2 separate regions of the Acanthopagrus latus genome follow, and region 1 is linked to region 2. The links are chromatin contacts, called in public Hi-C maps. All regions are on one chromosome and are shown on one strand. The core of a region is the stretch at or near the end of the contact, and the rest is flanking DNA. Distances in the headings are between cores, read along the strand shown. Region 1 holds the start of LOC119025462 (muscleblind-like protein 2a). Region 2 holds the start of LOC119025964 (claudin-10-like).

Region 1 (5,838 bases), core at 359-2,858, 150 kb after region 2:
ACACCTAGAATGTGTTTAAAGCGGAACCATTTGAATAAATATTACCAAGATACACTGAGTTTGATGCATTACATCTACATTTTAGCAGACTTTTTTGTACAAAGCAACTTACTGTAATTCATACATTCATACACCGATAGCAGTGGCTGCCATGCAAGGTGCTGACCAGCACAGCAGGAGCAGTTTGGGGTTCAGTATCTTGCCCAAGGACACTGTGACATGCACAGCCACAGCCGTCCCATTTTTACCTTCTTTAACAGCCTTTAAGCAACACTTTCTATTTCTATATCTATTTATATTGCTATATATTTTTCGCTGGATGAAAATGGACCAGTTTGACCTCGAACTGCAAGAGTCAGCACAGTGTGTATTAAGTCTCTATGAACAAAATCATACACCAAATTAAAAAAAGAAAACAAAAGAAATTGTTCTTTCTCTGCTACCTCTTCTTTATAACTTGCTAGACTGAAAAGCACCACCTGATGATGGAAGCCCATCAGCATATTCATCAGTATTGCAAACAGCCCTCCATTATGAACACTTCAGCCTGTGTAAACATGCTGAACAAACAATTTGAATATAATAACTGCATATAAAGAAATACAGGTGCAACATTATTTAACCTTCAAAGATGTAGTTAACTTCCTTTGCATTCAATATGTGTCTTCAGTTATGTCTGCTTGTTGTGGGTAGTCAAACATTTGACTCTACCCACACTGAGCACCTCCCTGAAGTGCACATTTCAGCGAAGGCTTCCAGCTACTATTTCTAAGCTACAGTTTTGCTTCTTATTCCAACTGTACAAATCCAGTGTTTTTCATGATGATGCTTTAAAAAAAAAGTGACACTCAATATGGTACAGAGATATGTGAGTTGGAACGACTTGATGATTACTGAATCCTTAATAAGTAATCTCTGAATAACTGATTCAAGGACAGCATAACAGATAATGATCACAGAATGGGAGATACTATATTAATGTATCAATACATAATGGTTAAATGTGACTTGTGAAAGTACACAGAAACAGTGACTAATGACTGAGTAATTACTCATTAATGAGTCCACTTGGTAACTCTCTCAGCTATTAAGGACAACGAATGATGAAAATGCTCAATATGTCTCCTCAAAGATATTTATGAACTAATCATTAACTACTGATTAATAAAGCATCCCCCAATCTGTTGTTTAGTAACTCATCATCTACTGTTGCCTACAGTCCTTAAATCACAGTTATTCAGCAACGACTCATGAACAATTCATTGATTATCGAGTCGCTCCCGATCTGTTCCTTAAAACTCACATTTTCGTTACATTGTGTTACCAAAAAGTCTTCCATTATGCCTGTCATTGTTTCTTATACAAACTCACTTGCTACATCACTCTTCAGGAAAAAATGCAGATGACTGGTCTTAATACTGATTACGCACTATCGATACACTTTACACGTTAACTGGATGTTTACGTTTGCGCGTGAAAGCGTGTTCTCATTAAACTAATCCAGAAAAACTCACATGGTTTTATTGCTGTTCCCTTGGTAACAAGCAAACCCTTGCCCTTTTAGCCTACTGGCATTCGTGTGGATCGTACCACTTTGCGGTCGTAGGGGGAACGAAGAAGCTCCGAGTTATAGAACGACCTATTTCTGCCTGCAATTGATTACGTTATAGATTATTTTATATATTTATATTTTGAAGTAACATTCAAATGTAGTGTCTTCATTTTGAATGTCGCACACTCAATTTCCTAGTCGGTCTTCGGGCACAGCGCACACCGGGACACCCCTCCTCACAGTAACCTGACGGTCGTACAGTAAGCTGTCAAAAGCTTGTTGCTTAAATCTGTGCAGCGCTACAAAGTAAGGATGAAATGAGGTCGGATAGATGGGCGAAATAACAAGCTATAGTTCTACGAACAGAGCGTGACTTAAACGGGTTTTTTGAGCGAGACATTTCGCGACCACTTGACATCTTGTTGTCCCCCCCCCCTCAGTTCAGTTGGACCGCTGTGTCGTCTGCCCTTGCTGCTGCTGGTGCGTGATTCCTCAAGGTAGCGGTTCATCCGTGATGATGAGGTAAGTAGGTGCTCTCCTCGGCTAACAGTGAGGCTAGCGTAAGCTAATAAATGTTAACGTTCATGTCGTAATGTTAGCCGCATGACAGCTGTGGCTCTAGCTCGCTAGCTAAGTGTTTGTGATTAGCTAGCTAAAGTAGCCTAGGATGAGAGTGCATATCCGATACTTAACTATGCTAGTAGCAAAACGTGCATATGAGGCAGTATGGCACACGATGGTGTCAGGTGTTGACTGTCACTGTAGTCCTGCTGTATTATCTGCTGTTTGGAGTTAAAACATAACTGTACATACAGTAACTACTGTAAGGGCGATTCAGCCATTGTCAGACAAGAGAAATTCACATGTCACCTTTAATGAAAAAATAGATAACGACCTTTTATTAACTATCTCAAGTAGTTTGTAGGGGCTTTAAACAGAATTACCACAGCACACAATATGCTTCCAAGTTGTGTTACGACAGGCTGTGTGTACCTACAATATGTGTGCCTCTATTCACCCTTATCACTAACATAAGCTGTGCAACATGAGTTTACCATCTGTGCTGAGAAAGCAGCGATGAAGTATTAGATTAACTGCTTTGGCTAAATATGTCATCATACTGCCATGTCATCATATTTTCCTGCAGTAGCATTTTCTGTTGTACATTGAAACACTCTAAATCAATTTTGACTGTTTACCCTGTCAGTCTTAGGAGCTGTCATGCTGGATTTCACATAAAAACCCACTTTGAATGACAAGTCACAAAAGCTGAAGAAGCTGCAGAATAGGGGACTTTTGAGAATAATGGCTTCAGAAAAGTATCTCATTAAATGCCATAATATTTTGTATGGTGAGTTGGAAAGAAAAGCTTGGATGTACTCTGATATCAAAATTCAAATTCCAGCCATACTCACAAACCAAACCAAGGGATGCCAAATAATAATGACAAAGGGAGATTATGAAAAAAAGCCTACATTTGCAGTTACTATGTAAAATTGTGGGGCATTGTTTATTATATCCCATGATGTAACATGACAATAATCTATAATCTATAATCTATCTATCTATAATCAAACAGTGCAATTCTCACATCAGTTACATTTTTTGTACAGTTTATTTCTGCTCTCCTAGTTTTTATTCTGTGCAGTATCATATTTGATATTCTACTGTTGTTTGTAGCATTTAAGTAGCATTTATTTATACTGTTCACTCATATCAATTATTACATATTGCAATATAACTTTATAACTATTATATTACCTACACTATAGTCATAGTATGCTACAATTTACATATCTTTAAGTTGCTTTCTTTAGTAGTATTTATATTTATAAAGTTTGAATGCAAATATTTGTAAGTTCTATAGTGTGACATTTCTATTCTACATAGAGCAACTGTAACTGTAATTAAGTATTTCTTATTCCGAAAACATGTTCAGGACGTGCACTGATTTGCTACTTTCTTTACATGCTCATATTGGTAAAGAAGGTTGTCACAGTGATAGATACATCATTTCTTAAGTCTGTACTTGCTCATGATTGTAGTAATAAATTCTGGAGGCAAGATCAAATGTTGAATTAAGTCAAATTGTATTCATAGATAAAGGGTCAACTGCACACAGTGTCGTGCTCCGGGCTTTGCAGCCAGCTCTCACTCAGTGCATCAGCATCTGCTTTTCTATTGGCCAATTTGTGACTGGGAGGGTCTTCCAGGGGCAGGCACTCAGGCAGGAAGGGGGTGGCTGTAAATGTTTCAGTTAGAGTTGGACAGGCTGTCTGTTTTTACTGTTGGAAGGAAAATCTTTTCTTTCTGAATCTGTGGGACAGAGACAGGGCTAAAAGCCATTGTTAAGGTCAATATTTCAACGAGTTAGCTGCTCAAAAACTCTGTCTCTAACCTAGATTCCTGGTCGGGGACTGAAGTTCTTTAGTGCTGCATGAAGTGAGAGAGGTAGGTTTTGCTCCGTTTCCTGACTTGCGTCCAAAGGAATTTGCTGCAGTATGCTGTGGGATAGCATGCTGTATTGCCGAACGGTTGTTACAGTAGAAGATCAGGACTAACAACAGGAGAGTTCAGTCTGAAGCTGTTACATTTTGGTCTTAGTTGATTCCTAGATCATGTTACTTTTTGACTTTCCTACAGATTTATTCAGGTCAAGAGTTAACTGCTTTTGTGCCTGCTCATCAACTTCCTGTGTGTTTAACCACTTAGTGTGCTGGTCTGACTTTCCTGTCCTGTCTTTGACTTCCAGCATGATGTGTGCTTAAGACTTGCCCTGACTTTTTTAAAATTATGTATATGCTACAGTGGGCAAATAACTCAATAACTGAATTTGCCTCTAAGTGCTCTTCAAGAATCAATTTGCAAATTAAAGCTCCCAGTGTAATGGAAAATAGATCATACTAGATATAGAGAGAAAGCACAGCATTTATTTCAATACAGAGTGTCATATGAAATGCAGTTTTTAATTGTTAGTCTGCTGTGGTGGATACTTATCAACATAATGTGCTACGAATGCATCATTAGCATAACATGCATCTTATGGTTCAGTGGATTTCAACTTAAGAAATGATTGTGTTCTGTTATTAATTGACCAATTACCATGACACCACCAAGCTACACATCTCATACCAGCCCAACAGCTGTTTGTCTGTGTCTGTGACATACTTTCACATCTCTTGAGGAAAAATTGGCATACATAAATCAAATGTGAAGTGTGCAGACTTGATACTGCATATGTAAATTTTAGAATGGTCAGTGGAAATAATGAGAATCTGTATCCTGTACTAATGAGCTACCATTAGCAACATAAGGTTGGAAAAAAAAATCTAGGTACACATCTGGAGACATATGTCAGACATAGGAGCGAAGACAGGCAGATGGACTGAGAGAGATCAACATGCTTTGGCGCACACATAAAAAGTGATCTAGTCAGAGCACTGGATTTTAATTTGCGGTGGATGCATGTGCCCACAAAACAAGGACAAAATATCTGGTTGAGGTAAACTGGCCATGCTACTGTATGTTTAGTATTTTTTTAATTATAAATGCATGTGTTTATTAAGCTGTATGATCATTGCTATGCTCCATTTGAGTCCTTTGAGGAAATAGTGTAGTTTGTGACTTGATGACAGCTGTTAATGCAGGCTTGATAGAGGAGGTTATTGTCTTACTATCATAATTACATCTCTGAAGGCGATTATGTTTTCACCGATGTCAGTCTATTGGTCAATCGGGAGGTTTGTCCACAAGATGACAAAAAAACATCTGAACAGATTTCCAAGAAACCTGGGTTGATGATGTGTCTCAGCCTAGAATAGACCCCATTAACTTCTGGTGTGGATCCTGATAAAGAGATGGATCCAGGAATGTTTTCACACTTTCTCCAACATTGCCAGCTTTTTTGTACATGTAATTTCACAGGGAATAATGGATCTTGATGGAGAGAATCAAGCCTATTTAGGTGGCTGGTATCTATGAGCAAGCACAATATGATGCAGATCTAAGATCTGGTCAGCAAAACCATGGTTAAGCAGTTACGGGTGGGTTAAAATTTAGAGGGCTGTCGACTTTGGTATTGAATTAGGTTTGATTGACTGAAAAGGGACTCTTTGGTCTTGGCAGAGGTATGTGCTCTACTCAGAGTCATTTAGTAGCTTGTTAGTGAAGTTAAAATTCTGCTTTGGTCGACAAACTCTGACTTCTCTAAAATGTATTCAGTTTGCTGGGGATGTTTTGCTTGTCAAGTTTTCAGTTTAGAGCTGAAACTAATGACTGTTTACATT
Region 2 (5,627 bases), core at 2,457-4,956:
GTGATGAAGGTTTTGGTTGTAATTCCTGTAATTGGTTAAAGGATTACTGCTCAAAAACCATAAAGGAGCGATGATGAGAGTTCTCATTTCAGTCTTATAGTAGTCTTTTTTGGTCTCAAACATTTCTCAAAAATGAGCAATACTGGAACCATAAATTTACTGCTCAAAGCTTGATCCTTTCCAGCACGGGGGAGACAAAACTGAGATTTTTCTCATTTGTTTCTCCTAAAATTCAGTAGGTGCAATAGGTGAGACATGAAAAACTAAAAATGAGCAATTCTGGAGCTATTATGGAGCATATATATTGACACAAAAATGTTGAAAAAAGGCCTTTATTAAAATCACCATCTTTAGTATACAAGACAGCAGCACTTAATAAATTAAAAAAATAAACATTTTGAACAGAATCATAGCATTTAACATTTCTGACAACAGTGATCTCTTCAGAAAAAAAATGCAGATTGCCTGAACCAACCTGTAACGACTATTTCAGCTGGTTGTCACACCGCGGTGAGGGATGTCCTGTCTTGGGTTTTTGTCTTGTGAATTTCATGTTTTATTTTGAAAAGTAACTCTCCTCTCGTTTCAGGTCACTTGCCCTTCCTCTTGTGTCCCCGGTCTGACCTCATCCCTGATCCTTGATTGTTTTCACCTGTGTTCCCCTCCCCCATGTGTATAAAGTCTTTGTCTTCCCCTGTCTGCGTCGCTTAAGTATTTTGTCGTTAGTCGTATACGGAAGCCTTGTCCACAGTCTTGCTTTGAAAACCCAAGTTGAGTATTGCCAAGTTTTATTTTCTGAATTTGTTCTCTTTGGATGATTGATTTTTGTTTCTAAAGTTTCTGGTTAGAGTTTTGATTTTCAGTTTATTAGTTTTGATAGCCATTTATTTTCCTCCGTGTGGAGCGCCTTTTGTTGTACCTTTTTACATCACTCAGTGTAGATAATTTTCATAGCCTGTGTGCTGACCTCTTCGGAGAGATTTTGTTTTCCTTTTAAGTTTTATAGTCAAGTATTTAAGATCAGTGTAGATTCCTCCTTCGGGAGCGTTTTCCGTTCTGTGTCTTGTTTGTCTTGTCTGTTGTTCATAGTATTTCATAGCGATTGATTTATCAATTCATTCTGAAGAGTTGCAATTCAGCAAAATAAAACCTGTCATTACATCTGCTTTTCTGCATCTGAGTCCTCTCTCCTTGTCTGAGTCTGACACTGGTAGTGTAAAGACAGTTCATTAATGTGTCTCTTCTCAGTGAAACTTCTTAAAGAAGTGTCTAGCAGTGTTCCACACAGCTGCACAACAATGCAGAGCATTTCATTGCTTTAATCTTTTAGCAGTACTTTTGTTTGAGGACTTACTTGACCATGGTCTCCTCACCAAATGCCTTCTCAACCCATGTCCATACATCCCGTGTGCCATAGTGCATGATGTACCTGCAAGAATGACAGAAAGCCCAGATAATGAATAAATTCCCTTAACATACCATAATAGCAAACTGTCAAATATAAACAAATTACTGCATTGTTATTGAGAGGAAAGTCCATGTCCACTCTTTGCATTGCACTTATTTGATATTTGACACGAGAAGCAACATTTTTCAATTTAAATGGACTTAATTTGTATTGCTTTCCGAGTTACAATGATCCCCAGTCACAGCAACACATTCGGCTTTCTCCAATAAATCTACTTTTGCTTGCTTTCCAGTGTTATAAAGCTGATGAATTTAGTTTGAAATTGTCTTTCTGCATGGCAGTTCATAAGTTGGGTCAGACAACGCTATCTGTTGCACCGCTTCTAGCCCCTGATCTTCTGCCACCGAGAATGACCAGCAGTCCACTCCAATCCACTTCGCCAGTGTGTTTATTAACTTGTCAGTCGTGGACTTACTCATCTTGGCTCTGAACCCTGTCATCTTGTCAAGTGTAGATTGGGGGCGGTGCTTGCTCGAACTAGGAGCGTTCTCTGTGCTAGCTGCAACATGTTTGGCATTGAGGTGGTAGGCTGGAAGTGCTCCGATGATATGCAAATTCTTTTTTGTACAATTTGCACACAACTGTGCTTTCATCCAGGTTTCCACCTGGTAGTTTTTTGTAGTAGTTGTTTTCTGCTGCGAAACACTGGTTTTAAAAATTAAAAACTGTGCATTACCATTTTGGTCATCCTTAGGTGAGCCAGGGTCTGGCTGATATCACCTTCAGCGGGTAGTGCAGTCACTTGGCTATCTCTTTTTTAAAATGTTCCTGCTGGACATTTCTTTCTGAGATTGATCAACCTGAGATACATGAATTGAGGAGAGTGGAATGAGAGTAGATCGATTTCATAAAGAGAGCTCTGTGATGTCTCTGAGATCAAAAAGAGACACAAGAGTTGAGACAACCAGAGACTTCACTGAGAGCTCGATGAGTTCTCCTTTGAAACTTACAGGGAGCCCAAGTTGAGATTTTGTGCACCTGTTTCTCAAGAGAAACAATTGAGCAACAGGAGAAATCAGCCACAGCCTCACTTTGGTCTCACATAGAACTCACAGTTGTCTAGAAGAAATGAATGAGACACTACTGAGATCTCTTCTCCAACTTTTGTTTCCTCTGGGATGAGGTGTGACTGTAGGAATGGATTGTACTGTGTTTTTACCATTGTCAAAAAGTGCTCTGCAAGGTTCAATACTGAGTCCTGTCTTGTTCACAATCTACAGTAACACTACCACATTCTCTACAACAAATTGTAACAACCATCTTTATGTTGATGATACAGTTCTGTGCTGCTGCGTTATAACTGCACATAAAGCCATTACAATTCTCCAGCAACCTTTTGACAAACTATAATATTCTCAATATTGCAATATTTTTATGTTTTTTATACCTGAAATTTGCCCTCAATGCAAACAAAACGCAATTCATGATATTATTAAGAGTCAGAAGGCATTGGTCTGCATGTTACCACGCCAACAGGAGTTCCTGAATACAAATATTTGGATATCTGGTTGGATCAGAAACTTGCATTATAATTTCATATTAAAGCACTTCTTAGCAACCTTAGACAAAAAATGGTTATTTACACAGAAACAGAACTACTTTCCTGTGTCCTGAGGGAAACAGATCATTGAAGCCATCTATTTATCTTTACAACTCATCCATTCATACACTGATGGCGGAGGCTGCCATGCAAGGTGCCAACTGCTCATCGGGAGCAATTTGAGGTTCAATATCGTGCTCAAGGACACTTTGACATGCGGCTGGGGGGATTTGAACCAACAACCTTCTGATTACCGTCCTGAGCTACAGCCGCCCCGTAAAGGTGTATGGCCCTGCCTTATCATTTTCATGCACTTTTTTTCTATTTCATGTGTATTCTGTCATAGTTCTTGTTATCTGTTATCATTTTTATTTCCATTGTTTATTCGCTGTGATAATGTTCATTGTTTCTGTTTGTTACCACACTTTTGCACCTATTCTGTTTCATTTGTCATTTGTGCTCTCGACATCATTGTAAAAGGCTGGATAAATGAAAAGGGGTGGTTTAAAGGGGCCGTATGAGGTACTTGTGTTACCAACAGTAGATGAGGGTCAGCACCCCACCCTGGTTTTTAGAGGTGTACAGGAGTATGGACACAGAAAAAGTCATATCGACATCATACCAGCGTTTCACGACAGTTTAACTCTCTATATATGTTTAAAATATGTCACAGACATTAAATGGTGTGGGTTGTCTGTGTCAACAATCTTGTGTCTGTCAGGCCCAGCCAGTGTTGACAGGGTGTTACTTGCTGGGGACCTTATTTACAGTTTCGGCAGGGTAACGTGAGGTGAAAAGCTGTTCCAAGGAACTGTTTTAATTTCAGCATTTCTATTATTTACCCACATCCAGCTGAAGATAATAAGTTTCTCTTTTTTCGGGGCCAGACTCCTCCCTCCAGAATATAATAGTCAACAACACATGACCTATCATTCATAGTCTAACTATTTAACATACTTGTACGGAGCCACTGATACAATTTAGGTGTCACCAGCTTTATCGCTCATCACAAGACAGTGTGGAGGAGTCATCCCTGCAGTATGAAAAGCAAGATAATGTATCAGGAGATCTTGGCCTTTATTTTCACCACTTCTGGGTGGGCACTAGTGACATCCACCCTGCCGCTGGAGTACTGGAGGGTGTATTCACTTGCTGGGACAGTCATTATCACCACACCTCTTTACTTCTCCAACCTGTGGAAGAACTGTGTCACTGACTCAACAGGAGTGTCCGACTGCAAAGACTTTCCTTCGATGCTGGCGCTGGACGGTCAGCTCCTTTTAAACTATCAGCCTTACTTGTGATTAATTATATTTGTTGCTTCATGTATAAATTGGTCTCTCTCTATTTAATGTAAAAAGGCTACATCCAAGCATGCCGGGGACTGATGATCTCAGCTGTCTGTCTGGGTTTATTTGGGTCTACATTTGCACTGATTGGAATGAAATGCACCAAAATCGGAGGAACTGGAAAAAACAAAGCCAGGATTGCCTGCGTTGCTGGCGGAAATTTCATTCTTAGTGGTAAGTATAGGGTACTTTGTCTGTGCAGTTGTGTATGTATATGTGTATTCACTTTCTGTTTTTCCTGTTTCTTTCAGGCATCTGCTCAATGTCATCATGTTCTATTTACGCACACCAGATACTGACAGAGTTTTTCGACCCAGAGTTCATGGGACAAAAGTAAGAACTGTGAGACTGTATAACCAGAGGGTTTTTATGACTCCATCAGTTAGAAGAAATTACAATTAACTATTGGTCTTTGTCTGTAGGTACGAACTGGGAGCTGCTCTCTTTATTGGCTGGGGAGGGTCTATCCTCTGTATCGTTGGAGGCAGCATGCTCTGCTTCTCCATCACAGGTTCTTTTGCCAAAAGGTAAGGTATGAGTAACACATATGCTTAAATATACAGAAGATAACTGTTGTTAATAACCTTCTGTATGAGTCCATTTTGATGATTATCCTGTGTTTTCTTCACAGCCACAGTCAAGAAAACTATATCTACAAAGGTGCTGCCTCACATTCTCATATCTACTCCTACTTGAGCGAGCAGGCACAGTCTGTAGAAAAGAGACCGTCTCTAGACTACAGCAGCTCCTCCGAGATGCAGGACTTTGATAAGAGTGGAACTGTGTGAGGGATGTGAATATAAAACATTTTCAGTCAAAGCCATTGGTAAGATACAAGATATATGGTAAAAAATATGTACTGTGTACTAAGTCTGAAAGGTTCAAAAAAGTGGAACTTATGAAACTTGGTGTTTCTTCTTTGACAGACAGCTAAAGTTGACCTTATCCTGGGATTTTTATTTTTTTTTATATATATATTAGCATGTTTTTCAAGTTCCATTGTTGGGGAATTTATGGGGTTTTTTTATCGTTGAATGCTTTTTTATTGCTGTGAATTGAATGTTAGGATTATGCATAGCATAGCATGTTAGCAAACAGCAAAATCAAAAACATTTGGTCTAAATGTTGTGTGCAATGTCCCAAATAATTATAAATAACTGTAATTTGCAATAGGAAAAAAAAAACTTTAAGGTTTTTCATCAAAAATAAAACAGATGCAAATAACTGACACTGAATCTTAGCTGACTGAGTTTTGTGTTTTCCTTTTTTT

What was found. A called contact is a pair of places that touch in the nucleus more often than the background predicts.
Region 1: a Hi-C map of liver shows a contact between it and region 2, with 2.8 times the contacts expected there. The contact joins the promoter of LOC119025462 here to the promoter of LOC119025964 in region 2.

Annotation. Positions count from the first base shown.
Region 1 is chr9:13,892,367-13,898,204 of fAcaLat1.1, forward strand. LOC119025462 (muscleblind-like protein 2a) reads left to right here and starts at 1,609. Exons shown (of 9, transcript XM_037109031.1): 1 at 1,609-2,074.
Region 2 is chr9:13,738,489-13,744,115 of fAcaLat1.1, forward strand. It overlaps LOC119025964 (claudin-10-like), which reads left to right and starts at 3,707. Exons shown (of 5, transcript XM_037110013.1): 1 at 3,707-4,277; 2 at 4,370-4,531; 3 at 4,609-4,690; 4 at 4,780-4,884; 5 at 4,989-5,350. The coding sequence starts at 4,049. The coding sequence ends at 5,145.